6 separate regions of the Mus musculus genome follow, and regions 1, 2, 3, 4 and 5 are each linked to region 6. The links are chromatin contacts, called in public ChIA-PET, HiChIP or PLAC-seq and promoter capture Hi-C maps. All regions are on one chromosome and are shown on one strand. The core of a region is the stretch at or near the end of the contact, and the rest is flanking DNA. Distances in the headings are between cores, read along the strand shown.

Region 1 (4,821 bases), core at 1,487-3,986, 290 kb after region 6:
GGGTGGCTGTGCTGCATTTGGCACAGGTCAGCAGCAGAAGACCGAACACAGCACAGAGGCAGATGAGCAGGGTGGCCAGCGAGCCATAGAGATACCCTGTGGGTGAGTCTACACTGAGATTTCCCCTGCTTCCTAGACAGGCAATCCCCCACAAGTCCAGCCAAGCAGGATGTAGTGGGCAAGATCTCTACAGAGATGCCGTCAGCAGGTGCCAGGAATCTATTTACTCTGGCCCTCTAGCCTTGAAATCCACTACTCTTCCTCCTTTAGTGGTTCCTCATTCCTCAATGCCAACTCATGCCCCCTTCTAGAGCCCAATAACCTGAGGCTAGCACCCAGGGCGGGGGACTCACTCTCTGTTTGACTGAGCTGGTCCTGAATACGGATAGTGGGGTAGGGGCTGCAGGCTCCACTTAGCTGCTGCTGGACCAAGGCAGGGGTCAGTTGGGCCCAGGCCTGAGGGCTCACCCCAGCCTCTTCAGATAGCCCATACACAGCCATTATATCTTTGGCACTCAGGCACAGCTGGAGGCAAAGAGAACAGGACAGGAGTCAGGTGTCTGAACAGACCCATGGAAGGTTGTCTTCTTTCTCCAGAATGGCATGAGTGGCGTACCGTGTCCCATACACTAGAGTTGCTGTTGTGGGGAGTATGGAGCTCAGAGTCTTGGTGGCTGGCTTTCCTGTCCGGATGACTGTGGTCAGCATGATCACCGTGGTCATCATGGTCACTGTGGTCCTCTCCACCCACCCCAAGGTGATGCATCAAATTCTCCAGTTCTAGCAAGAAAAAACAAAAAGCAAAAAACAAAAAAACAAAAACAAAAACAGTGCAGTCAGTGCGCTCAGCTCCAGCCTTGTCCCCCCATTCCCCAAGAGTAGCGGCTGACGATCGTAGCCTAGGCCTCACCATGCAGCGTGATATTGGGAGGGTCACTACTGTGTAGCCTGAACACAAAGTCCACAAAGTACTGAGGGCTAGGCAGGCCTTGGAAGCAGGACCCATTAATGACATGATCCAGCAAGGCAGTCAAGACCAGGCCGGCGCTTTTGGAAACCCCTGCTGCCTCAGCCTCCTCCAGCAGTTGGGGAAGATCTACACAGGTCTGTAAAAGAGATTGTCTTCAACTCTGCCCTCAGTATTGGCTTCAGGAGTCCACCTCACTGCCTGGGTCTCCCATCAACTCCCAACCTCCTCAAGTTCATTCTCTCTCTCTCTCTCTCTCTCTCTCTCTCTCTCTCTCTCTCTCTCTCTCTTTCTTTCTTTCTTTCGAGACAGGGTTTCTCTGTATAGCCCTGGCTGTCCTGAACTCACTTTGTAGACCAGGCTGGCCTTGAACTCAGAAATCCATCTGCCTCTGCCTCCCCAGTGCTGGGATTAAAGGCGTGTTCCACCACTGCCCGGCTCCAACCTCCTCAAGTTACTTCCCAGATTTCACAGAAGACATCAGCCTATGTCCCTAAACCAGCTACCTATACCATAAACCTAGGCTGCCCCAGCTAGTCACACCCTTCACTGTGGCCTATGACCTTGGCCCCAGAGCTCTCCTGACTGTCATTTCCCCCAAAGGGTTCCCCCAGACTCCCGCAGACCCCGTTCTACCAACTGTGCACAAGACTGATTCCCACCTAAGTACCTCCAATGAGGCTGCACGTGGGACATCTCCCTTGTTGGGGCAGCCTCCCTTCCATGGCACTAAGGTCCTTGTCATTATCCCCCAAAAGCTGTCTGGGCCCTCACCTTCTCCCCGGTGGGTTGGCTGGCAGCATGGGCCTCAATCTTCTGCAGTAGCTGGCTCAGACCCAGGGTCATGGCCTCTGGACTCTCCAGTGTGGCCAGGTAATCGTCCACATGGGAGGCCAAGAGGCCAGCTTGGATGTCCTTGCATGTTTTCTCTGGGTTGTTAAGGTAGAGGGCAGCAGCAGCACTAAGGTAAATAATGTGTCTGGACTCCAGGACTGATTCTGGGGCAGGCTGTGGCTTGTCAGGTTTGCCTAGAGCCAAGACATTCTCCACAGACAGACACTGTGGGCAAACAGACAGGATCTGAGCTAGACTAAGCCTACCAGGCATAGCCTACAGGCATGGATTCTATCAGCTATCTTATGTCATGTTCTGCCCCTTGTAGTTAGCTTGACTAGGAGCCTACACAAAGGGGTCCCCAGCAATTACTCCCCCATCCTGAAGGTGAGAGTGGTCACTGTGAGTCACCACAAATTTGATAGCCTGGGGGAATGGAGCTGTGTGTCCCAGGATGGAGGCCCAGGCCTGTATAAGCCCCCCAGAAACGGAAGGGAGGCTCCAGCCTGCCAGCAGGTGCAGACACCAGCCTCCAGACCCGCCTCCTGGAGTTTGCCCAGATCTCTTTAGTGCCTGCCACAGGGTGGAGCGGGCAGGAAGGGGCCGGGGCTGGGGGACCCATCGGGTGGGGGTGTTACCTTTTCACACGGCCCGTCGGTGCAGTGCACACGGGCCACCAGCGTATTTAACAGGCCGTCCAGTTCCAGGCGATCCAGAGCACCCTGGCCCAAGGCGAGCAGGCTGAGCAGGTTCCTGGGCCGGGCCACTGCCACTGTGCCCACCAGCAGAGCCAACACAAGTCCCTGTGTGACCGACTTTGGGAGCATCACGCCTCAGGCCCCCAAAAGCGTTCCTTGTAGAGGTGCTGACTTCTGGGCTAGCTGGAGACAGCTGGGACTGTCCGGGGCCAGACTGGAGCTGGGTTCAACTTGCCTTGGCCCTAGCTCCAAGACCTCTCCCAGATATTTCCTACAGGGCTCTGTGATTGGCTGCTGGGTTAGCCATTCCAGTGGCAGATCCTCCCCGAAAGCCTGGGGAGAAAGAGCTGGTGCCTCCTGGGGCTGGAGCTAAAGGTGGGTCCCTGTCCTTAGGTGGGCGGCTTGAACCTGTCACACCCTGAACTGCCAGTCAGGGCTTCCTCTGTTCCCTGAAGAGCCCAGATCACCCTCGCCTGTTACCTTGCCACTGGACCAGAAGCTAGGGGGATTAAAGGTTTGAGCGCGTAGATGTTATCAAGTCAAACATGGGCGTTCTATTTGACATTTTCAGGAGAGCTCTTAGGCTTCCCTCCACCCTTCACCAGCTGCCTCTCAGCCCAAGCAGCTTAGACAAATTCCAAATCTTGTAGCCTGGGTGAGGGTGGGGGTGCTGCTCTTGGCTCCTGAGCTAAGGCCGCTGGGTCCAATATGGGCTACAATGGGAGATTTCTGCAGGGTACTTGCTGCGTCATGCTCCCCCACCCCCAGCCCTCGGGGAAAATCCCCAGGAAATGGCTAAAGCCCCAACCTAGACAAACAGGAAACAAAGATGTGACTTTGGTCCTAGCCAACTTTTGGGGCTTGGAAGAGTTCGAGTTGAGCAGTAGGAGTTTGAGGCCCTGTTGTGAGCGCTAAAGCCTGAGCATAAGAAGAAGGAGGTAGGGCTGGGGCCCCCAGCTGTGCCCCTCCCCCATTGAGCCTTCCAGCCTTTGACCCCTGAGCCTTATCTCTATCCAGGTGGCAGGCTGAAGGAGGGGTTGGAATCTCCAGGAACTGACAATTCCCGGGTCACAAGGCATTTTGGCCTTCTGGAAGAGGGCTTTGGGTAGCCCCAGAGGCACTGTGGCCTTCTTCCACTCAAGTTCACACCAGTCCTGACCCTAGCCCTCTGGGGTGTGGCTGAGTATGAACCTAATGCCTAACGAACTCTGTCCCCTAGTATTCTGGAGGGTAGGGCAGGGTGGAGAAAGAATCTAGCTGAGTATCCTTGAGCTCACGGGTCAACTGCTTCAGACCTGTTCCGAACATACACATGTCAATGTTTCTTATGGCTAGCATCCTTGCAATGCAGCATCCTTGCTGGTCCTATGGAAGAACTATGACTGGGAACTGGGAGAGCCAACCTGAGAGCATTCCCTACATGGAGCTCTGAAGATGCCATATACCCAAACTGCCTTTCTTATTTCTTTTCATTGCTGGGCAGCTGAGAGCTAAGACTAGGTTGATTTTCTTTCCCTGTATCCCCTAGGGAGAAGTCTTTGTGTAGGCCTGGCTGTTCTGGCTTCCCTAGATCTCTCCCTCAAAGGAGGGACCTGCCTGAGCTCGGAAAGGCAGAACAGCCAGCCCTCGTGCAGCTAACACTGCCTCTCCTGCTCATTCCCAGCCAGCTCACTGCATAGGTGAGTGTGTGTGTGTGTGTGTGTGTGTGTGTGTGTGTGTGTGTGGTGTGGTGTGTGTGTGTGTGTGTAAAGAAGCTTGCCAAGGATTCACGGTGGTAGAAGGAAAAAATGCAGCTCCAGAAAGCTGTTCTTTCACCTCTATTGTATGCCGCAACAATTGTTCCCTCGGGCCAAAAAAAAAAAAAAAAAAAAAAAGTCAAATGGTGAACTTCAGCACCCGGGAACTGGAGTTACTACTTGTGAAGGTTTCGCTTGGGTAGATGAAGGTGTGGAAAGGACAATACAATGGCTGAACTCAGTGCCACTGAAATGTGGTCCAAGTGGCAACTTCTGTGTGTTATCACAGTACAAAATTAAAATAGAGCAAAACAGTGCTCCCTGGTTAGTGATTCCCTAGGACTCCTGCAAGACTTAATTCAGTGGCTACAGATAATAAGAAAAGAAGTAGAATCCAGGTATCACGGTGAATACCCCTAATCCCAGCACTCCGGAGTCAGAGGCAGGCATATTTATCTCTTTGAGTTAGAGGTCAGCCTGGTCCCTATAAGCAAGTTTGGGGCTAGGCAGATCCTATCTTAGAAAACAAAAGTGAGGTTGGTTGGAGCAGGCCTGTTCTGGGCGTGGTGGCAAACACCTGTGACTC
Region 2 (4,944 bases), core at 506-3,005, 330 kb after region 6:
AGGAAGAACTCCCCCCACTAAGAAGGGCCGAGAAGCCAAGACAAGAAAAAGGCTAGCTGTGAGCAGGTTCTGATGGCCCCTAAAATGAGAGGTAAATACCGGTGCTAGAATCAGCAGCTGTGGGAAACTTGTCTCCAGTTCGCCCGGCCTAACACCTAGGAGGGTGACTGCCCCATCCAGGTCATCAGGATCACCCCACACCACCTCAAAACCACAAGCCAAGGCAGAAAGAACACGGAGATCCAAAGGAGAGGGAAACGGCTACACAGACTAGACCTCTACTGGCCCTCAGCCAGGTCTTCTGTGTAAAGAAAAGCAGGGAAACAGGCCCCACCAGCCACTTTTAGCTCCTGAAAGTACAAAGAAAGCTGACAAGAGACTCTGCTCTGTTTTTCAAAGAGGCTGGGAACTGAGGCAGAAAGACCAGGGGAAGGTGGACAGACATTTCCCACTGAACCAGAGGTCTGCTCTCTTTTACCTGGAAGAGGACATGTTAGACCCACACAGACCAGGACTCTGAGACTGACTGGCATGCTGGGTCTTCAAGTGGGAAGGCAGGACAAAGTTCCTGGATACTGGCAACCTTGGAAGCCAGCTTGGTATGGGTGAGGTGGCCCCGAATAGAAATACTGGCTAGGCTGGGGCAGGAGAAAGTACCCTGACAGTAAAGTTTGTTGCGGATTGCTTCCTCCAGATCAGAACTGAGAAGGGATGAGAGGCCCTCCTTTCTTCCAGGTCTTCAGAAGGACACAGGACTGACTCCCCAGGGCACAAAAGAAGATTTACTTAGTTGTTCAGATATGGAAGGACACTTTTGGGGGTGTGGCTGCCAGAATTGGAGCCCTGTCTCCAGGAAAGAAGTTTCTTCACCCAGGGGTCTAGAAGTGAGGGACAGTATTGATGAGCAGTAGAAAAGGGTGGGTACCTGTTCACAGATCTCTACATGGTCAGCTGAAAAGAATGTGGAATCTATCAAGGAGGCACCCTGGAGGAACCAGAAGGTGAAGAGATCTACGGAGGAGAATGGAAATTCAGACTGGGGAGTAAAGGGTACCATCGAACACAGAAAATGAGATTCAGAGCAAGAAAGGATAAGGAGCCTCGAGAGACAGGAGCGGGGTTTCGTAGACCTGGAAGGTGGATGTTTGGATAGGAAGGATTCCCGGCCACCGGCCACAGGCCTCCAGGCAACGCGGCGCCGGGCCGGGCCGGCGGCCCTACCTGGTACACGGAAGCCTTGGGCAGGTCCAGGCACACGGTGCAGCACAGCACCGAGTAGAGACGCTCCTCCAGCTTTCCACTGCCCGCTGCCACTGCCGCCGCCGCCGCCTCGGCTGCCTCGGCCGCCCGCAGCCGCTTCTTGGGCGGCGCGTCGGGGTCGCCGGCCGCCTCTTGCAGCTGCCGAGCGCCGGCCAGGGCCGCCTCGTCCGGGATCCCGGGCCCCGCCGCCTCGCCCAGAGCCGCCGCAGCCGGCCCCGCGGCAGCCCCAGGCCCGGCCCCTACCCCGACCCCGGCCGGCACGGCACCCGCGGGCCCTGCAGCCGGGCCACCCCCGCCGGCCTCCTCGGCGCCGGACATCACGGCCGGCCGGCCCGGCGGGCGGGTGCCGGCGCGCTCGCCGGCTGGAAGTTAGGGTCGCCGCGCGCCCTTGCCGGCTTCTCACTGCCGCGGCGACCCCGCAGCCTGCCCACCGTGCAGCTGCCTCAGTGGGCCTGGCCCGCCCGTCGGCCCGCAGCCGCCCCGGCCACCAACCCCGGCGCGGCCGCCATCTTTGTTTTCGCTGCGGACCCCCCCCCCACGCCACCGCCCCCTCGCCCTCCTGATCACGTGGGCCTCGCGCAAGCCAATGGAAGCGCCGCGAGGGCCAAGACGACGCGGCGGCCACCTCCAATGGACGAGCGAGGACGCCAGAGAGCCCACCCACCCTCGAAGGTGAACAGAAGGGGGTGGGGTCCAGGAGGGGATCCGGAGAAGGGCGGGGGGTGGGGGGATTTGGGGAGTCCGCCCTTGGAGAGGTACCATCAGCTTCGGGGTCTGGAGAGGCCCCCAGACTTCAGACTCCTCGAGAGTGCAAAGCGCCCCTAAGCCTCCCATGTCGCGCTCGCGCGCGGGGGGTGGGGGGGGATGCCTGTGCCAATGTGTACAGAAATTCGGGCTTGTGTGTGCAAGGCTCTGGCCTAGCTGACCGGAGTATTAGAGCAGGATCTTGAAAAACGCACCTACCACCACTCTTGCGCGACGGTATAAAGGTCAACAAGATGCAAGTACAGGAACAGCGAAGGATTATTGGGTTCACTCCCTAACCCACCTCTTTCGTCCCAACCTCAGAGTTGGAGAAAGAAAGAGTTGGAGTAGAAGAAAGAAAGAGTTGGAATAGAAGAAAGAGGGGGTTTTAAGTTATAAGGTATGTCTTGCACAGACAAGAGGGTGTCAAACAGGTAGTAATCAAGTCAGTCCAGAGAGATGTGCAATTTCTGGGAATCGCTGAGGGTATAGCACTCTTCTGCCCTTTATGAAAACAGCCATCAGTTTGTGAAGGTCATTGCCCCAGAGGGCCACCTGCCAGGTCCACCAAGGATATATGCAAATTTACTGTGTCCCAGGAAACCAAGGCCCAAAACTCTCTTCTCACGGGAAGTTGGTTTTTTTTTTTCTCTTTTCTTTTTTAAAAATGTTTTTCTTTCTTCTTTTTCTTTTCTTTCTTTCTTTTTTTGATACAGGGTCTCACTATATGTTGCACTGGCCATTCTGGAACTCACTATGTAGGCCAGCCTGGCCACCCACAACTCACAGAGATCTGCTTGTCTCTGCCTCCCAACTGGAATTAAAGACCTGCACCACCATGCCTGGCACTCTGGGGGTTCTCTTGGCAAGTCTACCAGGATGCCAAAGTGAATAATACCTTCTGCTACTTACAGCCCATCCCCCACTCCTTTACTCAGGGAAATCACCTTACAGGCCTTAGGAAGCTAGCTCAAGAATAAACAAATTCCATACTCCTGTATATTCCTTACGTTTATTGGAAATCAGGTCTCTGACTCACAACCATGTTCCTCCCAGGCCCCAAGTGTCCTGAAGACCTGTTGTTAGCATTCTGGTTTAGGTAAACTTCCACACATGCATGACTAGAGAAGGGATAGCACCCAAGCTCTGCCCATTAGTAAAATTATAACAGGCTCTACATGTGGGCAGGTAGGAGGCATAGTAGTACCTGGCACAGAAGCCCCAATCAGTGCTACAATCACTCCCACTGCAGGCGCTGTGTGTGCAGGGCCCTGCAATAGGCCCAACTACCTGCAGCCAGGGCCCAACGACAGACATCCTCCTTTGGCAGCAGTAGCAGCCTGTCTTCTTCCAGCCTGCTCAAGAGGCCTGCCACACCCAGCAGGGTACCCCCCCACATCCCGTAAGTGTTAGCTGTGAAAACAGCCACAATAAGGATGGTCACTGCAACCACCAGCAGTACTGCCTGCCCAGCGACAGAGCACCCTTCAGGGCCCAGGTGATCACCAGCCACTGCCAGCACCATGCCTCCTCCCAGAAGCAGGTTGGCAGAAGAGCGGTCCCCATTCACCCAGTGAAAATCGAAGGCCAGAAGAGGCAGACCGATGACTGTGGCAACCCAAGCTCCAGCGAGACAGTCTTCATGTGTGCTCGGCCCTGGGGCCAACATAATGATGGCAGCAAAGGTCTGGAGCAGGAAGCCGGCAGCTGCTCCTCGACTGGACTGTTGACACCGGGAAAGAGAGACACGTTAAGGGAAAAGAAGCCATTTAAAAGCAGCCACTTTTAAGTAGGAAAGAGTTTGGGACTGTTAAGGAGTCCCAGCCTCCCATGGGAGGAGCATCATCCTCTTTCTAGTGGAGGGATCTACATAGTTTGTGAAAGTAAGAATATTCACCTGTAGCCGGGCATGGTGGCACACACCTTTGATCCCAGCACTCAGGGGGCAGAGGCAGGCGGATTTCTGAGTTCGAGGCCACCCTGGTCTACAAAGTGAGTTCCAGGACAGCCAGGGCTATACAGAGAAACCCTGTCTCGAAAAACCAAAAAAAAAAAAAAAAAAAAAAGAATATTCACCTGTACAGAGCTCACCGCTGCATGCAGGGACACCCCTGCCAATACCAGGTGGGACAGGACAGTGCTCCATTCAGTCCTGGGTTTGGAAACCATGACACGTTGAATAGTAGTGAGTTTGAGGAGATAGGAAATGAATCTTCAAATTAGGAGAGAAGTACACACAGAGGCTGGCGATCTGGAGTCCTTAGTGGAGCTCTTCAGGAACCTCGAGTTCCAGAGACCTTTGAGTAGACATTAGAAGAGATTCAGTTCCAAACTTTTTGGAGCCCTGAGGTCACTGGACTCACCTGCAAGGAAGAAGGACTAATTTCCTGGGGAAGGGGAATGGGATTGGAATCTTGGCGCCCAAGCGTGGTATCAGCCCAGGGACTCAAAACGGCAAGAGGAGCTGTCTCTTGCTGTGGTCTGGGCACGGTCCTAGTTATGGCCTTCCATGCCTGAGAATGATAGAAGGGAAGAAGCAGCAGCGGAGCACAGGCAGCGCACAACACCTGGAGACGCGGAGCTGAAGGCCCGAACCCGCCCACAACAGTCTGCCCCGCCTCCTAGCCCGCCCTCCCGAGGCGCGGATTGGAGCAGCCGGCTTACATCCACTAACGAGAGGAGCTCCGGCTAGAGCGGCGGGGCGGGGCCTGTGGAGGGCTGCGGAGGCTCTAGAGGGGTGGGGCTGGGAGCGCGGAGGTGGCGACCAGAGGTTCAGTACTAGTTTGTGGTTTAGATAGTCTCTTTACATTACCCTGGCTGTCCTGGAACTTCCTGTATAGACCAGGCTGGCCTCAGACTCACTGAGATTTGCCTGTCTCTGCCTTCTGAGCGTTGGGATTAAAGGCATGCGTCACAGCCCATGATCTTCGGCACGGGTTT
Region 3 (4,833 bases), core at 1,860-4,359, 490 kb before region 6:
AGACCCACGTGCTGCTCCCAAGCACCTAACCTGGCAAGGCACCATATGTTGTTGAACCCTGCCCACCTAGAAGGGAAACTACCCAAACCTAGTTTCTCATCAAGAGAAGAAAAGATGGGTCTGTCGGCATTACCAGTGCCAGAGCTCTTGCCTCCTCAACCTTACTGGGGCCCCAGGTAAGCGCCTGAATCATTCGGCCTTTACCTGACACATCTCTATATGACAACAGTACTTCTAGCCTCACTCCATGAAGCATAACCCAAAATCACACTCAAAGCTCTCGGCTTAGGTCACACATGAGTGGTGCTGAATAAACCCAACGGGGGCCTTCTTTTTCCCCAACCTGGAAACCAGGAAGGGAGTGAAAGCTAAAGTCCAAATTCTCTAATGTAGGAACCAAAAGCGCTTCATGAGCCCTGCCCCACCCACCTAGACCGGACACTGTAAGACAGCACACCTGGTATTGCCCCGCCTCCGGATAATCTTGGTCCGGCTCTTCACTTTGTAAGCTGAGAGCTGTGACTCTCCAAAGAGGGGCTTCAAGCTGCTGGGTCCCCCTGCTGGTCTGTCCCCTGATGTGGGCCTAGATGGGACTGGGGAGAGCTGAGAAGTATGGTCCTTGCTGCCAGCCTCAGACTGCCAACGGAAAGAGGAAGAGGAGGAAGCAGACGGGCTGGAAGCCTTCCACTTGTACTTGCTGGGAGAGAGGCCAGGCTTGGATGGTGTGGCCAGTTTCTCCGGCCTCACCTCTGGGTCAACTTTAGGCTGTGGCTTCTCTGTCTTTCCAACTGTACCCAAAGTGGCCTTGTTCCCGCTCTCCAGAGTTGTTCTGGGACTGAGGGCTCTCCGAGCGACCCGTGGGCTCTTTTCTGAGGCAGCTACCCATTTGTAGTTGTTTTTCCGAAACTTGCTGGTTCGACAGGACACGAGCAGTGAGGCCTCCCTGACCTGCCTGGCTGTTGCTGGTCTGACTGAAGCCACCACTGGCCCCAAGGAAGCTGGCTGGTCTGAGTGGCCAGTGTTTGCTCTTTGGTCTCCAATGAACTGTTCAGAATAGCTGGTAGAATGAGGGCCTACCTTCCTGCCCAGAGCCACAGCAGTGTGATGGGGCAGGACAGATGGGAAGTGTACCCTGAGGGCCACTTCATTTTCACTGACTGTCCGCCGATGCTCGGGAGAGCTGTCACTCACCCTGCCCACAGACTTCACTACCCGAGGCTTGCCAGGCTCCTTCTGGCAGACCAAGAGGGGGTCGTCCACACTGTAACCCACCTTGGTTCTTCCTGGCCTTGCAGGCTGCAGTTGTCCACCAGGGACCTCAACCTCACTTCCTTGGGGTCTTTGGCCACTCCAAGAGGGGTCATCACAGCCTTCCAAGGACCCCCGCTGGACCCCTGAAGCATTGATGGCACCTGACTTTGATGGTGGCTTGATCTTAATAACCATATTCTGATCTGGACTGAGCTGGACCTGTCTCTCCAGTACATACTGCTGGGGTTCAGGATGCTGGCTATCCTCAGACCTGAGGGATGTCTGAAAAGCAGGATCGCTGGCTGGGTCAGAAGATTCCACAGGCTGATTCACAAGGGAGTATTTCTTGCGCCACGAAGGGCCATGGTGTGAGGAGAAGCCCCTCCGACTTGGACGGGAGTAGCGGGCGCCAAAGGTCCTGCCACCCGGGAACATGGGTGGCTGCCACCGAGTAGCTGATGAGTTGCCCAGGGCAGGGCCATTGCCGTGGAGTGTTTTATAGTCATCAATTAGACCTGAGAAGGCAGAATCACACGCTCAGTTACCTAGGAGATGTGAATAAAAACAGCACCAATCAAGACTACTACCCCTACCCTAATACTCCAGACCTGCTCGCCTTGCTGACTTGAGAGCAGTCCTAAGTGACTGGAAACCATGTAAAGTTCAGTCCAAATCTCTAGGCTTGTCAATTCTGTGAGCACTTCTCCATCACTATTAGTATTTGGCTTGCTTATCCTGAAGATGGCAGCTTTTGTGGTATGACTGCTTCTACCCCCTGGCCTATGAGATCTACAATGTTCTGAGAGCAAGTGTCACTCCCTATACCAAAAAAAAAAAAACAAAAAAAACAAAAAACAAAAAACAAAAAAAACCAAAAAAAAAAACAAAAAAACAAAAAAAAACAGTCAGGGACCAGAAACCTGTGGTGCCTGGGTAAGAACTGGACAAGTCTTCCACTGAGGCCCTGTAGTTTACCCACTCACGGGGAAAATTGCAGGACTGCACCATAGTGCATAACTGTCTTCTCAGAACTGACGCTTCTCTAACCCAGTACGTGACAGACAGAAATAAAAAACAAAAAAACAAAAACACAATGATGACCCAACAGCTAACTAACATCATCTCCTACAGAAAAACACCTGATACCACCACCACAAGGATTTTCCAATGAAGTGACTCATGGAGCCCTGGAAGAAGAGTGAAGGAACGCCAGCAGGCTCGCTGGATCCCCAATAACCAAACACACACACACACAGGGCCTGCCTCGACCCTCGAATCCTGCCAGACACCTCCGGTCGGGTGTTAGGGAAACGCACGAAGTAGTCTCAAATAGGAAGGCCACTTGGACTCTCCTTAGGACATGCTTTTGTGGGGGAAACTTTGAAAACGATATGAACGCTTATAAAGACCAACTTGAGTCTAAACATTTGAAGCTGAAGCTGGTGCCTGGGTAGTCAGCCCTGAGTACGTGGGGGCTGTGCCTGAATCGAGCCAAAGGCACTCAACGGCAGCGGAAGAGAAACGCTTCCGAGCCAGCCGAACCTGGAAGTCGGCTGCCGCGACCACTCGCTGGTAAGACCACCGTGCTATCATCTCCTGACAGCCCCTTGGAGGCCCGGCCCGCTCCCTCGCCCCGAAGCCTGGCGGGTCTGTCACGCGAGGGCCGAACCCGACTCGGCCGCTCCGATGCCCACCCATGACGACCATCGGGAGACCGCAACCGACAGCACTCGCTTCGGAGAGGGTCTACGGCGATCACAAGAAACAAGGGAACACACGGCCCGACCGCAGCCAGCTCACCCTGCAGGAGGCGTATCTGCCGCCGCAGCTGCTCCTTTTCCTCCATCTCCGGAGTCCGCGACGCCTAGCCAGACCCCCTCGACGTCATCGCCGCGCGACTGGTCCCCGCAGGCGGGGAGGAGAGAACGCCGAACTTCACTATGCGTGGACACGGGGTTGGAAGGCACCGTCGCCCCGGCAACCCTGGAAGGACGCATGCGCAGAACGAGAAAAATCCGTCATCTTGAAGCGCCCGGAAGTGGCCCGCAATCTGGCTTCTGCACCAATTCCTGCGCATCATTTCCACCGCTGGGGGTTCCTCGGAAGACTTGGAGGAGATAGGTTGCTAACAGTTTCCCCTAGACCCAGGAATTCCTTTTATCAATTTATTTGTTTGAGACAGGATGTATTTCTGGCTGGAGAGAAACATAACTGGGGAACTCGCTATGTAGACTAGGCTGGCCTCGAACTTACGGAAGTTCTCTTTCCTCTGCCTCCGGACCTGGAATCAAAGGGATGCCATTTTAACGCCTTTGCTGCCGCAGCAGCACGAGAACAGCGAAAAGGAATCGGAGGCAATTTTTTTTTTCGGATGATTACAGGTGTTAAGAAAATTCTTGAGGGCATTTAGTAGGAAAGGCTGCAACCTCTAGAAAATACTGAAAAAAAAAAAAAACTCACGGTAGTTACCACGTGATCAGACAGTCCCACGTCTAGGTGTATAACCAACGCGTAGAAAACACCGATTCTAACATATTTGTATGTCATTATTTATAATAGCTAACCCGAATGACTGTTTACATGGAAATGGGATATTATCCAGTGATTTGTTTTGTTAGAGACAGAATCTCGCTATGTACCTCTGTCTGTCCTGGAATTCCCTATGTAGACCAGGCTGGCCTGGAACTCTCAGAAATCTGCCTGCCTCTGCCACCCAAGTGCTGCAATTAAGAGTGTGCCACTATGTAGGAATGTGCAGTATCTTTGGAGCCCTAAGGCCTCAAGTCCGGCCAAGCCTCTACCAGTGAGCTACATCTGCATAGTCTACTGTTACGCCTGAAAAAGAAGTTCTAGAAGCTGGGTTTGATAGTGAATACCTGTAAGACAAGCATTAAGAAGTGAGGGTAGGGGCTGGTGAGATGGCTCAGTGGGTAAGAGCACCCGACTGCTCTTCCGAAGGTCCGGAGTTCAAATCCCAGCAACCACATGGTGGCTCACAACCATCTGTAACAAGATCTGACTCCCTCTTCTGTAGTGTCTGAAGACAGCTACAGTGTACTTACTTACATATAATAAATAAATAAATCTTTAAAAAAAAAAAAAGAAGAAGTGAGGGTAGATAGCCGGGCAGGCCGGGCAGTGATGGGACACACATTTAATCCTAGCATTCTAGAGACAGGCAGGTGCTCTGGAGGCAAAGGCAGGAGGATCTCTGAGTTCAAGGCCAGCATAATCTACAGAGAAAGTTCCAGGACAGCCAAGTTAGGCACTGAAGGAGTTGAAAAACAAAAGGTTGGTGATAATGTCATAAGACAAGGTGCCCATGTCCCAGCTCCAGCAAGCAGCAGAACTCAGCAGCTTCGGGCATGTGGCTCTGGCTTTAGAGTCAAGAATAGAAGGGACTACTGGGGCAATTGATGCTGTTTAGCTGGAGCTAAGAAATTAGTGGTGATTATGAAGAGACCAGCATCACTGAGGTGAAATCTTCTGGGAAGTATTTTCTAAAAGCAGAAAGAAGCTGTGTTCTAGAAATAGCCGGGGATGTACCTCATGCTGGAAGCCAGACTTGGTAATGTATAAGAA
Region 4 (4,374 bases), core at 326-2,825, 470 kb before region 6:
TAAAAGTGCATAATTCTGTGAGTCTAGTATATTCAAACATGTACAGGCAGGGTGGCTCATGCCTTTAATCCCAGCATTCACGAGGCAGAGGCAGGTAAATCTCTGTGAGTCCCAAGATAGTCTTGTTTATTTATTGAGCTTCAGGCTAGCAGGGGATACATAAAGAGACCCTGTCTCAAAGTTAAATTAAATAAACAAATGCATACATAAATAAACTCGTGTGGCTACTGCCCACACCCCAGGACACTGGCAACCATGAACAGTTGGCTTACTTGGGGGATTTCATACAAAATGGCTTGCACAGTGATGTGTCATTTTTTTGTTTGTTTGTTTGTTTGGTTGGTTGGTTGGTTGGTTGGCTTGGATTAGTTTTGGTCTGGCTTCTTCCGCTTGTGGCCGTGTTTTCAGGGTTTATCCACATTCTGCAATGTGTCTTATAGGTGTACTCAAGCTTCTCAGTAGCCATGCAAGCGCCCTATTGAGGGTTGGTGACAGAGCTTGGTCATAGGGGGCTTTCTTGCCTAGTGTGTGCAGGGCCCAGAACTGGACAAAATTTTAATCTATGTATGAATTGATTGTCATTCAGGTCACTTGAGGGTTATCTGCTTGACTCTTTAAAATGTTACCATGGAAACTGGAGAGATGGTGCAGGGGTTAAGAGCACTTGCTGCTCTTACAGAGGACGGGGACTCAAGTCCTGGCACCCACATATGGTGCACTTGCATATATGCAGACAAAACACTCCCACACGTGGGATATAAGTTTTTAAAATCTCAAGAGGAAAATTTAAACTCTACAGCAAACATTGGTGTAGGCATATCTGTTTGACCTTCTGTTTGCTGTATGAGAAACACTTCACCATTGATAGCCACAACCCCAAGATGACCTCTTGCTTTGGATATGCACCTACAAGTCCAATTGCTAGGTCACCTGGTAACTCTACATTCACCCGTTTGAAAAATTGTGGATGTATTCTAGAGCAGCTCTGTTTTCAATTTCCTGTCTGCAAGGACCATGGGGTTTGCTTTACTGCTATTTACTTAGGATGTCAGCCAGCAGAGTAGCTTTGATGCTATCTAGTTTTGATTTGCATTTTCCTGATAACTAATGGTGTGCTTGCTGGCAACTGGTTCAGTTGTGTATTCCTAGAGAAGTCCATTCAGATCTTTTACTATGGCCCAGGTGTTTAAGAAAGAATAAGTGAAGCCTGGTGGTGGTGGCGCACGCCTTTGATCCCAGCACTTGGGAGGCAGAGGCAGGTGGATTTCTGAGTTCGAGGCCAGCGTGGTCTACAGAGTGAGTTCCAGGACAGCCAGAGCTACACAGAGAAACCCTGTCTCGAAAAAAAAAAACCAAAGGGGGGCGGGGTGGGGGGGAAGCGCTGCGAACTTGGAGGAACCCGAACTAGAAGAAAGCGAAGCTCCCGGATCGCAGGGAATTCCCGAAGCCCAGGCGGGCTCCGGGGAGGAGGAGGAGGAGGAGGCTAGGGCAGGCTGCGCAGCTGTTCCGGGAGGGAGGGCTCCTTGAAAGCACCGCGCCCGCTACGTCGGGCTGAAGCTTTACGGTTTCACTTTTGTGTCCTGCCGCCTGAGTTCCGCTCTTGGTCGTGGCTCCCGTTGCTCCCGGGTTGAGCAGACAATAGACCCCTCCCCGGCATCCCAGCAGGTCCTCGCTTCGCTTGGTGGACCCAGATACCTCGGCAGGGGTGAAAAATCGAGGTGAGCCACCCTGCTACCCAGCTCTTCCAGAGCCCAGCCGCCCCTCCTCTATCTAGTGTGGTCTACGCTATGGCCTGGATGCTTGCTTGTTGAGTTGGGGATTTAGCCCTTCCCAGAAGCCCCACTATACCTTGAAGACAGTTTGAAGGGGCCCTAGCAGCTAGGGTCTACCCTCTATGGAGGTCACCCACTAGTGATACAGTGGGACAAGCCTGGTTTGGACTTGACACTGGGGCGGGAAGAGGGGACCGAGTGGGGGGAGGGGAAGGAGGGGGGACTCTCTAGGCTTCTGGGATGATTCCTTGACCCATAAGTCCCTCCCTGATCACCAAGGGCCTTCCTGCCTCACTCTCCACCGTTAGCCCAGAGACCCAGTTTCCTAGGTGTAGAGTTGTTCCTCCACAGTGCCCAGGTTGTCTGTCCCAGGCCTGTTTTGGCCTCTGACCCATGAAAGTTCAATCAGGTCAGGTAGCTCACAGAGCTGTACATGAGAGCCCTGGAGGAAACCACTGAGCCCTGGAACACTGGCTTTGCTGTGGGCTCCTGTGCTAAATCCCTTAGAAGTGGGGGCTTGTGTTCCTTCCCCAGCCTTGGCCCTCAGCCAGGGAGAGCAACAAGGTATCTTAGACTTTAGCAATTGGCCAAAGGCTATGCACAGTAATTAATGATGTAGATAGTATAGACCTACTACAGACTACCTCCTCCTCCTCCTCCCCCTCCCCCTCCCCCTCCCCCTCCTCCTCTTCCTCCTAAGTGCTGTGGCCCCAAGGAGAGACAGATAGGCGAGCCACGGAGTGAATCGTGTCTGTGTTGTGTTGGTCGGGCAGGAATGTGCCAGGACTAACAAGGCAAGGCTACTTTGAAGGGATGGGGTTCCTGAGTGCTGGAGGAACTAAGTACGGAGCCCTGCCGTCTGCCCCCAGGACCATGCCATCGGCCTTTGAGAAAGTGGTCAAGAATGTGATCAAGGAGGTAAGCGGCAGCAGAGGCGATCTCATTCCGGTGGACAGCCTGCGGAACTCCACCAGCTTCAGGCCCTACTGCCTTCTGAACAGGAAATTTTCAAGCTCAAGGTTCTGGAAACCCCGTTATTCATGTGTCAACCTGTCAATCAAGGACATCCTGGAGCCCAGTGCTCCAGAACCAGGTATCTTCTTTCCCATCTTGATCCCCCAAGATTGAACAGAAGGGAATGGGCAAAGCCCAGCCTGCCATCTAACTGGGCATGTTCAACTCTACTCCTCTGGTCCTATTTCCAGAGTAGGGAGGTTTTTTTTTTTAATTAATTAATTTATTTATTTATTTTACGTATGTGAATACACTGTAGTTGGACAGATGGTTGTGAGCAATCATGCAGTTGCTGGGAATTGAACTCAGGACCTCTGTTCCCTCCAGCCCTACTTGCTCTAGCCCAAAGATTTATTTATTATATGTAAGTACATTGTAACTGTCTTTAGACACACCAGAAGAGGGCGTCAGATCTCATTACAGACGGTTGTGAGCCACCGTCTATAGAACCCGTGGAGTCCCAGAGTGGTCAAGGGGGTACTGACCTGACAGGAGACTGAGCTGCTTACCGATGGAACGTAGTGCTGTGGTTGCTGGGATTTGAACTCAGGACCTTCAGAAGAGCAGTCAGTGCTCTCAACCACTGAACCATCTCTCCAGCCTGAGTAGGGAGTCCTTTAAAGGTCCCATCACTACAGAGGAAAGACAAGGCAGTGGCTCCTGGACTAGGACCTTAGAGCTGGTCTCGTTTTAGAACCGGAGTGTTTTGGCTCCTTCAAAGTCTCTGATGTCGTCGATGGGAACATTCAGGGCAGAGTGATGTTGTCAGGCATGGGAGAAGGGAAAATTTCTGGTGGGGCTGCAGTGTCTGACAGTTCCAGTGCCTCCATGAATGTGTGTATACTGCGTGTGACTCAGAAGACCTGGGAGACCATGCAGCATGAAAGGTGAGCCCCTGAAGGGAAGGCATGCCGCTTCCCTTACCTTGAGCAGCCGTGCTTCTAGGGAGCGTTGCTGGGTTGTGGGCATCAGAAGGGTTCTGAGGCAGTATCTCTCAGCACTGAATGAGGGAAGCCCCAGAGGAGTGGAGTAGTAGAAACAACAGCAGGTTGGGAAGGATGCTCAGCCTCTGTTGCCAGGACTGTATCCTGAAGATCAGGATATAGAGGCAGGGCCCAAGAGCCTTAGAATCAGGCTGAGCTCCTGGTTGCTTGGAGCATTTACGGATCGTACACAATGGAGTCCCTCCACAGGCACGAGTGTCCACTTCTCCGTGTTTGAACTTGTCATACCCCACAACCACCTAGACACAGTTGGGAGTGCCCTGGAGGGGGAGAGGGTCCCAAGCCTGGTATCCACAGACTTCCTGGATTCCCTAGCCTTTCCATCTCACCTGTCAGCGGGATGGGAGGCAGGGAAACTGATCCATGGTGGGCGAGCCCCAGCAATCTTTCTGTAGGCACCTTCAGCAGCCTGAGAACAAAATCCTGCAACAGCTTCGGAGTCGTGGGGATGACCTGTTTGTGGTGACCGAGGTGCTGCAGACAAAGGAGGAAGTGCAGATCACTGAGGTCCACAGCCAAGAGGGCTCAGGCCAGTTTACGCTGCCTGGAGCTTTATGCTTGAAGGTGTGTGGATGCCTAGCCCT
Region 5 (4,818 bases), core at 739-3,238, 350 kb before region 6:
TAACATGCATCCCTGTTCATCTAGATGGGTGGCAATGGGAATTCCTAATAATTCTTGCAGTGTTCCCTAAATTGGAATGTATATACATATATACATATACATACCTACATACATATGTGTGTGTGCGTATTATATAAAGCATTGGAAAAGCCCAGTAACTTCTCCCTGTGCTGAGAACAGAATCTGCCCTCTGCTGCTGAAATTACACTACCCAACTTTCCCTAAGCCTGCCTGCCTTGCTGGCTGTTGGTGGAAGAACATCGAATTCCAGCAGCCAAGGATACAACCAGCTCTGCTGTAGCTCGAATAGCAGGCCTCTGCTCACTTGAAATACAAGGGCATCGACCCAGGCAAGTGTCAGAGCGTCACAGAGCTTATTTAACACTTTTATTAACATATCTATGCACCAAGAAATCTTCCAAGGTTTGTCCTCCACCCTATGCCCTACTGGCCTGCCTCCTCGTGTGGGTTCAGGCTTGCTCCAAGACAGTTTCTGTGTCGTCTTCAGCGTTTTCTGCCTCCTCCAACTGTGGGCTGAGAGGGGCCTGATCTTCCAACAGGGCTGTGGGAAGCTTGGAACTGGACTTTGCAGGTGTGTCAATTTCTGGAGAGACCTCACGCAAGGAGGGCTGTGGAGAGATCCGAGAGCCCTCGCGCGACCGCAAGGTACCAGAGGTCATGGATGGAACCCTGGAGCCCTTGCGTGACGGGGTCGCGGATGAGACACGCGAGTCCTTGCGTGATGGAGTCAGAGATGAGACTCGAGATCCTGGATGTGATGGACTCCGGAGAGCAATCACTGACCCAGCCTTCTGAGATAGGCCCGGAAGAGACTCACTGGACAATATAGATGGAGTCTTGGAGGGTCGGTGTGACAGATCCATGGATTGGCCCCGGGAGGTTGGAACTGACTGGGGCGTAGCCTGGGCTTTTAAAACGTGACTGGTTGACCCGATGCGCAAGCTGGGTTGGAGGCTTTGGGGTGGCTGCCAGAGCGGTGGCCCCCCGGGGCCCCTTTGCAACCAGCCGTGCATTTGCTCCAGGTTCTTCAAGTCCACATGCTCCCGGCGCAGCTGCTCCCGCTGCTCTAGCAGCTGCTGTCGCATGTCCTGCAGTAACTGGGTCCTCTGGAGAAGTCTCATGAGTTCTTGTCGGAGATACCCGTTGTCCGCCTTGAGGGCCTGTGCGTGGGAAATGAGGGAACGTGCGGCCTCCCGCTCGGAGCGGCGCGTCAGGGACTGCACTTGCAGCCGCGCCTCCCGCTCGAAAGCCGTCTTCTCATCTAGGAAGCGTCGCTTCACCCCGTGGAGGAGCTGCGTGTGCTCCACGCGCATGTGCAGCAGCTCGCGCTCCAGGGTCCGGATTCGCGCCAGCTGCTCCAGCTGCAGCTCCTACATGGGGTGGGGTGAGGGTTGGGGAGCAGGGGGCGCCGATCAGCGCACCGGTAGGGAGCGCGCCCATCCCTCTGGAGCCCGCCCGGTCCTCGGGGGGCGCGCGCACTGGCCTTGTAGGGCTGGAGCTCCTGCACCCGCTGCGTCATGTTTTCCGCGCGCTTCTTCATTTCCTGCAGCTGAGCGCGCACCCCGTCCTCACGGCCGTGGTAGAAGGACGCTAGCTCCGCTCGCTGCCACCGGATCTGCGCCAGATCCATGCGGTTCTGGTCTTCGACGCGCACGACGGCGTTGGCGCAGCGCAGAGCGTGCGCGCTCACGTAACCGACATAAAGCCGGTTCTCTTCGCGCAGGCGCTGCGCCTCTCTGTTCAGGAACTCGTTGTCCTGCAGCACCTCGTCGATCCGCTGCTCACAGGCCACCAGGCTTTCTGAGAGCAACGCGTACTCGCGCTGTAGGTACTGCGCGCGCTCCGAGAGCGGTTGCTCTGTAGTTTCCTGCTTGCGCCCCGCGTTTTGTCCGCGCTTCTTCTTGGGCGCCATGGCTTGAGGCCCAAGCCAACTGGACTCATGAGAGCGCTGTGCTCCACCCGCTCCCCCAGCTCAGTTACTCTCCCTTCTTAACCCGAAAATTCTGGAGAACTGCACCCTAGGTTCAAGGGTGTGTCTTCTGATTATGAGGTTCAGAGCAGGCAGGATTAAGGATCAGAGAGCACCGTGGCCAATCTGTATATAAGCGTTCCCTCCAGACCACAGCTTTCGCATCCTGGTGCGTAGCTCTAGGAATGTTGATGTCCAGCTTGAACAACCTCTATGGAGACAGAACTTGGTTGCAGTGCCTCGACCTCATCCCATTCTGTTGCTCTGGCAACGGCTTGACTCAATCATTCATTCCCTAAGGTTTCTTATATCCTTGCATGATTCTTCAGTTACAGTGTCGCAGGTCAGGCAGAACTTCAGCTTCAAGACACTGAACTAACTTCCAAGTGCCCAGCCTCCACTCACCCGGGTCTTAGTGCTCTTGCTTTCACTCCACTAGCTGCGCTTCAGGCCCCACAGCATAAGGGGACTCTCACCGACGCTCCCTCCTCTATCCAGCTTTGAGCGAGCTCTCCCCCTTTCCTTGTGAAGTCTTCATGCTCTCAGGATGAAGCCTCCCCACAACATTTGTTTATTTGTGGAGACAGAGTTTCCCTGTGTAACAAAGCTCAGGTTGTCCTGGACTCGCTTTGTAGACCAGACTGGCTTCAAACTCGCAGACATCAGCCTGCCTTTGCCTCCGGAGTGCTGGGATTAAAGGCATTCACCACCACGCTCAGCTCCACACAGCATTTCTAAGGGGACGCTTGGCATCTAAAGCCTTGATGGAATGCTACTACCTTTCAGATAAAATGCACGATGAACAACGGTCTTCATTTCATAATCCAAGCGCTGGAGACTCGGTAGCCAAACCAAAGGGAAACTTTATTTTACAGCCTTGCTAAGTCTGCGCAACCTATTGAAAGGGCAAAAGTAGCTAGTCTGCAAGTTTGGCTCAAAACAGTGATATATATATATATATATACACACACACACACCTATATATCCCCCCCCCCCTCCGAATTCCTCATTGGCTAGGTTCTTCAGGGAGGTAAAATTTTCCCTACTTCTCTGATTGGCATAGAAACTTTCCCATCCTTCTGGGGTTCAAAATCTCCCCCCCTTTCCATTTACATGGGCTCAGTCCCTTAGTAGATCTGTGATAAATTTAAAAGGGCCCACGTAGGAAGGTGCCAGATGCAAGCTAGAGAAGCCAGGGACCTAGTGCTTCCTGCTTGTCTGTGGGCCATTAATGAGTGCTAAGTGCCCCTCAGGTTAAAAATGGACTCTTTTGCCCACTTTTTATTTTTATTTTTTGGCCAGTGCACTTTTCCACGAGGCCCATCCATTCTACCTTCTTAGCTTTCTTTGCCCGTAAGCCAGACATCTAGAGGATACAAGGGGTCCATCGGGGATTTAATGTCTCCCTTTTTGCTATGAGCTCTATACGGACAGTGTCTTTACAGGATTCAATCTTGATCAGAAAACATCAGCAGTGTGCCGGTTTGCTAGTGGATACCGGAGGTGACAACCATTCAGTGGGGGGTGCGGGCTCAGCAGAGTGGCAGCAAATAAACCACGGGCTTGTGTTGACTCTGTACAGGGACGTCACCATCACCCTGCCAAGCAAAAGGGCAGCAGCCAAGATCACCTAGAAGTACTCTCGAACACAACGCCCAAAGTGTTTGTAGTGTTTGACCAATCACAGATCTAGGAGGCAAAAGAGACCTTTGACATGATCAGCGAGGCTGGGCAGTGGTGGTACATGCTTTTAATCCTGGCACTCAGGAGGCAGAGGCAGGAGGATGTTTGAGTTTGAGGCCTGCCTGGTCTACAGAGTTGAGTTCCAGGACACCTAAGGCTATGTGCAGAGATCCCTACCTCAGAGAGGAGGAGAGAAAAAAAAAAAAAGACACAATCAACTAGAACCAAATTGGCTTCCTAAACAAGGAAGAATTGAGAATTGCACTGTCTATTTGCCTCACTGGGGAAAAACCCAGTTGGAGGAAACCTGGGTGCCATGCAATGCCAGGCTCCATCAGTGTCACCGTGTTCCTCAGTATATTTGGGGAGATGTCACCCGGCAGCAGATCCTGAGGATGTCACTAGGAATGCTTTTGGTAGCTTAGATGAAGAAGCAGCAGGGCCAGAAAGACTACCATAGAGAGCTGCTGATATCCCCCATGTGACTGTATACAGAGGAGGAAGTGAGTGAGCTATACAGAGAGGCCCTTGTTCACAAAAGTAGATTTCAGCTACATGGAGTTTACACACAGCTTTCAAGAGGGAGCAAAAGACAAAGATGACTGGCTTCCAGATCGGCAGACAGACAAACATTCCTGCTGCCCCCTGGGGTGTTTCTGAAAGTTTTGTCCTTACCATTATAACTGTTTTTTGCCTTCCTCGTTTTGTATTCTTAACTGTTTGGGGACACATGTGAAGGTTTGATCCTGTAATCTTAGCACTTGAAAGGTGGTGGCAGGGTGATCAAGGAGCTAAAAGCTAGCCTGGGCTACATAAGACCCTGTCTTTAAAAAAAATGTGTAAGTAACTCGGTGGTAGTGGCACAAGCCTTTAATCCCAGTACTGGAGAGACAGAGGCAAGTAGATCTCTGAGTTTGAAGCCAGCCTGGTCTCCAGAGCAAGTTCTAGGACATCCAGATTTGAACAGAGAAACCCTGTCTCAAAATAATAATAATAGTGATAATAATAAAGCATAAGTAAAAATAAAATGATACTAAGCATGATATAGGTATGGCTCCCATAGACCCCTGTGTTTAGTTAGAAGATGTGGTTTTGTTGGAGAAAGTATGTCAATGCTGAGGCTGGCTCTGAGGTCTATGCTGAAG
Region 6 (4,526 bases), core at 168-2,667:
TGTTTATGCATTGGGGTTTTTTTGTTTTTGTTTTTCTGGGTTTTTATTTGTTTTGTTTTGTTTTTGTTTTTTTGTTTGGTTTTGTTTTTTGTGTGAGACTGTATTTCTCTGTGTAGTCCAGGAACTCTCTGTAGAGCAGGCTGGCCTGGAACTCAGAGATCTGCCTGCTCCCACCTTCTGAGTGCTAGGATTAAAGGCTTGAGCCGCTCCAGCTGGCTGGTGTGATGTTCTAACTCTCCTAACTCTTCAGAACTGAATGCGCCTTCCCTCCAGGACACCTGTGTTGTTCTATGTCACACTCATCTCTCCAGAGCATACTCCTTTGAATATTCTTGCCCACAAGGGTGCATCGTTGCTGTCTGTGACAGCGGTGCCCTAACTCTCCTAATAAGGCCCACCTGAAGAGTAATTTCAGCTCAGTGTTCTTTCTGTGAATCTATCTTTTATCTATAACAACAACAACAAAACCTGAGGACTGTTGATTTCATATTCCGAGTGAAAACACTCCAAAAAAGTGTATACTAAATGACCCAATCCTTAAAAATAAATCAGAATTCCGGGCTGGTGAGATGGCTCAGTGGATAAGAGCACTGACTGCTCTTCCAAAGAAAGGTCCTGAGTTCAAATCCCAGAAACCACATGGTGGCTCACAACCACCCGTAATGAGATCTGACGCCCTCTTCTGGTTTCTGAAGACAGCTACAGTGTACTTAGATATAACAATAAATAAACATCTAAAAACACACTTTAAAAATAATCAGAAAAAAAAATCAGAATTTCAAGCCCTACTATACAGATGCATATATACAACTGCAGGCCCTTTGTGTTTGTATTCAAGTGATAGAGAAACTTATTGGGCAAGGTAAGGGAGGGAAACTTATGGATTTAACCAAGGAAATGAAAAAAGGAAAAAAAAACAAACAAACAAACTAAGCCACAGAGATAATAATCATGTGTAACAAACAACTGTGCTTAGCTAAACTGACCACGGTAAAAACCACGCGGGCAGAGGACCAGGTTTGATTCCGCAGCACTCACACAGTGGCTCACAGCTGCCTGTAGTTCCTGATCCATGGGATCTGACGCCCTCTTCTAACTTCCACAGCACTAAGCACACATGTGACGAATAGACATACAAGCAAGTAAACACTCATACAATAAAAATAGATATACAATTAAAAAAAATAAGACCAAAAAATGTCTCTGCTCGGGCCAGCATCTCCAACAAACCAAAGACGTCCGGAAGCCAGTCTTCTTGGCGTACCTACTCCAACAACCCGGGAGAAGCACAAAAACCCGTTCGCCTCGGGCCTTCCGTTTCCCGGAACTGAAAGGCTTAAGTCGAACATTCAGAAAGCCGGGGATGCCACAAGCCGCAGTTCCCTTTGACCGGAAAGCGACTAGGCTACCGGAAGCTATAGTTCACCGAGACTGAAAAGGAAACGTACCGACGGAAGTCGTAGTCCTGAAGGTCCAGGTCGAGCTGTCGGAGGCGGAGTCAGGACTGTACATCATGGCCGGGCTGGAGCTCCTGTCCGATCAGGGTTACCGGATAGACGGTCGCCGCGCGGGGGAGCTGCGCAAGATCCAGGCGCGGATGGGCGTGTTTGCGCAGGCCGATGGCTCGGCTTACATCGAGCAGGGCAACACCAAGGCACTGGCGGTGGTCTACGGGCCGCACGAGGCGAGTAAGCGGCGGGGACCGGGGGCTCCTGGCCGCACATCAAGGGAGGAGACCTAAGTCGTACGGCTTAACTCCTGAGCCCATGCAGCAGTATACTACAATCCCATCTGAGTCCCTGTGGGCCTCCCGGCAGAAAGCATCTCACACAGGTTGTCCCAACGTGTTGTAGCGGGGATGATGTGAGAACCTGGCTTCTTTTGACTTCATCTTACGAGCTCTTTCTCTTGGCCGACTTCCATTTCAGTCCTCTTTGTGTTGCATCCTCTAAGCAGTGAATATAATTATGCCCTGAGTTCTCAGGAAAATTGCGTCCCTAACATGGCCCTCAAATTTGTGTGTTAGGCCCCGTGAGGTACTGAGAATATCGGTTTCTTTAAGAACCCAGTTATGTTATGTGATTATGTTTTTGTTTTGATCCCACGTGTGGGGTATGGAGCTGCTTCAGATTGCCCTCAGCCACTATGATTTGTCTCATGCAGGGACCGGGGGCTTGTGATCCCACCTCGAGGGAATATACCTGTGTCTTACAGCTTAAGTCCTCCGTCTCAGTGGGCCCTCTGCTTAGCCTTTTTTTTTTTTTTTTTTTTTTCTCACGGGCTGCCCGCTTCATCTCTGAGGTGCCTCAGCCAGCCTGGCGAAGCTCCACTCACTCCCTGTTCCTTCAGCTCATTCTTCCCACATCTTGTCAGGAAAAGGCCTCTCAGGCTATTTCTGCACCTACTACATCGATTTTCCTGGGTCTTCCACCTTGCTTGTTTCTCTACGGGAACATAAACTCCTAAAACAAGGACATTAAATTATCTGCCTTTATTGCTGTGTCGCAGTGCTGTAGCAAGGCTGGCAAATGTGCACATTTTAAGGTTTGCTAGCATATGGAGCTCGGCTTTCTAGGTGGATGATCAGGTATAGAACACATGAGGGAAGACTTGGTAGGGAGAGGGACAGTAGATCAAATAGAGTTGAGGAGTTACCAAGGAGGTGAGGACCCAGGGCTTTGAAAGTCAGGGAAATTGAGATTTTTTTTCTTTTACATTACTGTAATGGGAAGCTTCTGGAAGGTAAGTAAAATATTAGTGTGTGGGTTACACAGTCAAACCAGATGTTTGTAATCATGGTGGCCACAATGGGAATAATTTGGGAGGAAATGGAGAAACTGAAGAACAAAGAGTTGGCTGCTAAAGGTGACAATGCTTTGGCTTAGGTTGAGAAGTAGCCCCCCCCCCCCACTCAGCTATGATTTGGAACCAGAGTAGCTGGGGTTTTGTTTGTTTGTTTTAGCACTTTAGAAAGAGGAGGAGGAAGGTTGAGCCATCGAGTGCGTCCCAGGAGGTAGGCAGGCCTGGCTCATTCATTCTTTTTCCTCTAGATCCGGGGCTCCCGGTCTCGAGCCCTGCCTGACCGGGCTCTAGTGAACTGTCAGTACAGTTCAGCCACCTTCAGCACAGGTGAGCGCAAGCGAAGGCCTCATGGAGACCGGAAGTCTTGTGAGATGGGGCTGCAGCTACGACAGACCTTCGAGGCAGCCATCCTCACACAGCTGCACCCCCGCTCTCAGATCGACATCTACGTGCAGGTGAGCTACCTGCACCGTCAAACCCCTCCCCCGGGGGCGGAGCTTAAAGCTATGTGGGCTGTCTGAGATGCTGCAGGATGCGGATGTCAGTCCATCAGATGTCTTGATGCCCCCTGTAGGTGCTGCAAGCAGATGGTGGGACCTACGCAGCATGTGTGAATGCAGCCACGCTAGCAGTGATGGATGCTGGGATACCTATGCGGGACTTTGTATGCGCATGTTCAGCTGGCTTTGTGGATGGCACAGCACTAGCGGACCTCAGCCACGTGGAGGAAGCAGCTGGAGGGCCCCAGCTCGCCCTGGCCCTGCTGCCCGCCTCCGGCCAGATCGCACTGCTTGAGATGGACTCGAGGCTGCACGAAGACCACTTGGAGCAGGTGCTAGAGGCTGCTGCCCAGGCGGCCCGAGGTGTGCACACTCTGCTGGACCTTGTCGTCCGACAGCACGTGCAGGAGGCCTCTGTCTCACTGGGGGACTGAGTGGCAACCACCCCTTTCCAGAATAAAGGCCTGTTCTTCTCCCGAGTACACCTTACTGTACAGCACTTAAAAGCTGCTCAGGGCCCTACAGCGCAGTTTATAGTGCAGTCCCTAAGTGGAGAGAGCACTTGTGCTAGGAAGAGCAAGGGTGCACCTGTTGTGCCTGCCCAGATATTAGGGTCCGCAAAGACCCCTGGGAGTATGAATCTGCATGCGAATTCAGACTTTCTTCACCCTTAAGCTTGGACCTCAGACTCCTCCAACACACCAGATTTGTGCTGAGAGCCCTGAGCCTCAATTAGGCAGGGTTTTTATACTAGTTTGATCAGGGAGCAGGGGTCTCCTGCCTGTCAGTTGCCTTATTTCGCAAAGTTATCTTTTTTTTTTTCCTGTTTTTTTGAGACAGGGTTTCTCTGTGTAGCCCTGGCTGTCCTGGAACTCACTCTGTAGACCAGGCCTGCCTCTGCCTCCTGAGTGCTGGGATTAAAGGCGTGTGCCACCACCGCCCGGCACAAAGAGGTATCTCGATGCACAGGGTTTGGTCAGTGATGAGCAATTTATCTGTAACCGTTGCAATGGTAGGCACTTTCCCTCTATTTCCCTGATTGGCTCTGGCCCAGGGCAGTTTCTTCTTGGACTTGTCGGTGGTATTTCTATTAACCACAGTTCAAACCGGGGACCAACAAACTCAAGTTGGAATCAGCTTACAAATTGGAGTTTCCCCCTTCGCCTATGTTGGTCACTCAAGTCCTCCAGCTAAGGAGTGTGCCATGCTTACACAGCCCATCAG

What was found. Promoter capture Hi-C pulls out the DNA fragments that hold promoters and counts their contacts. ChIA-PET counts read pairs in DNA pulled down with a chosen protein or histone mark. HiChIP or PLAC-seq counts read pairs in DNA pulled down with a chosen protein or histone mark.
Region 1: a contact with region 6 is called in an RNA polymerase II ChIA-PET map of effector CD8 T cells, with 43 read pairs. The contact joins the promoter of Slc39a4 here to the promoter of Exosc4 in region 6. A contact is called at or near these places in 5 of 39 promoter capture datasets (the C10 cell line, cranial neural crest, erythroid cells and 2 more), 2 of 484 Hi-C or Micro-C datasets (forebrain and spermatogonial stem cells), 3 of 115 datasets of contacts at active chromatin or transcription factors (effector CD8 T cells, embryonic stem cells and pancreatic cancer cells) and 3 of 9 other capture datasets (adipose tissue, liver and pancreatic islet).
Region 2: an HNF4G HiChIP or PLAC-seq map of pancreatic cancer cells shows a contact between it and region 6. The contact joins the promoter of Cyhr1 here to the promoter of Exosc4 in region 6. A contact is called at or near these places in 1 of 484 Hi-C or Micro-C datasets (B cells), 5 of 115 datasets of contacts at active chromatin or transcription factors (the 230-238 cell line, the SCID.adh cell line, bone marrow-derived macrophages and 2 more) and 2 of 9 other capture datasets (liver and pancreatic islet).
Region 3: an HNF4G HiChIP or PLAC-seq map of pancreatic cancer cells shows a contact between it and region 6. The contact joins the promoter of Zc3h3 here to the promoter of Exosc4 in region 6. A contact is called at or near these places in 2 of 39 promoter capture datasets (the C10 cell line and hippocampal neurons) and 1 of 115 datasets of contacts at active chromatin or transcription factors (pancreatic cancer cells).
Region 4: a contact with region 6 is called in a FOXA1 HiChIP or PLAC-seq map of pancreatic cancer cells. The contact joins the promoter of Gsdmd here to the promoter of Exosc4 in region 6. A contact is called at or near these places in 1 of 115 datasets of contacts at active chromatin or transcription factors (pancreatic cancer cells) and 1 of 9 other capture datasets (pancreatic islet).
Region 5: a promoter capture Hi-C map of hippocampal neurons shows a contact between it and region 6, with 5 times the contacts expected there. The contact joins the promoter of Ccdc166 here to the promoter of Exosc4 in region 6. A contact is called at or near these places in 7 of 39 promoter capture datasets (cranial neural crest, embryonic stem cells, hippocampal neurons and 3 more), 2 of 484 Hi-C or Micro-C datasets (both in embryonic stem cells), 5 of 115 datasets of contacts at active chromatin or transcription factors (bone marrow-derived macrophages, effector CD8 T cells, embryonic stem cells and 2 more) and 2 of 9 other capture datasets (adipose tissue and liver).

The regions. Positions count from the first base shown.
Region 1 is chr15:76,614,134-76,618,954 of GRCm38.p6, forward strand. Slc39a4 (solute carrier family 39 (zinc transporter), member 4) reads right to left here and starts at 2,737. Exons shown (of 12, transcript NM_028064.3): 1 at 2,440-2,737; 2 at 1,742-2,026; 3 at 911-1,106; 4 at 617-780; 5 at 354-525; 6 at 1-96. The coding sequence starts at 2,628.
Region 2 is chr15:76,655,139-76,660,082 of GRCm38.p6, forward strand. It overlaps Cyhr1 (cysteine and histidine rich 1), which reads right to left and starts at 1,756. Exons shown (of 4, transcript NM_001357882.1): 1 at 1,222-1,756. The coding sequence starts at 1,578. It also overlaps a transcript of Kifc2 not described here.
Region 3 is chr15:75,838,799-75,843,631 of GRCm38.p6, forward strand. Zc3h3 (zinc finger CCCH type containing 3) reads right to left here and starts at 3,110. Exons shown (of 12, transcript NM_172121.1): 1 at 3,052-3,110; 2 at 458-1,766. The coding sequence starts at 3,097. Gm34851 (a long non-coding RNA gene) reads left to right here and starts at 4,707. Exons shown (of 2, transcript XR_384203.2): 1 at 4,707-4,833.
Region 4 is chr15:75,860,764-75,865,137 of GRCm38.p6, forward strand. It overlaps Gsdmd (gasdermin D), which reads left to right and starts at 1,576. Exons shown (of 11, transcript NM_026960.4): 1 at 1,576-1,718; 2 at 2,642-2,865; 3 at 3,481-3,673; 4 at 4,186-4,354. The coding sequence starts at 2,646.
Region 5 is chr15:75,980,297-75,985,114 of GRCm38.p6, forward strand. Ccdc166 (coiled-coil domain containing 166) reads right to left here and starts at 1,989. Exons shown (of 2, transcript NM_146059.2): 1 at 1,505-1,989; 2 at 1-1,391. The coding sequence starts at 1,933. The coding sequence ends at 471.
Region 6 is chr15:76,325,980-76,330,505 of GRCm38.p6, forward strand. It overlaps Exosc4 (exosome component 4), which reads left to right and starts at 1,418. Exons shown (of 3, transcript NM_175399.4): 1 at 1,418-1,684; 2 at 3,051-3,257; 3 at 3,377-4,526. The coding sequence starts at 1,514. The coding sequence ends at 3,736. It also overlaps a transcript of Oplah not described here.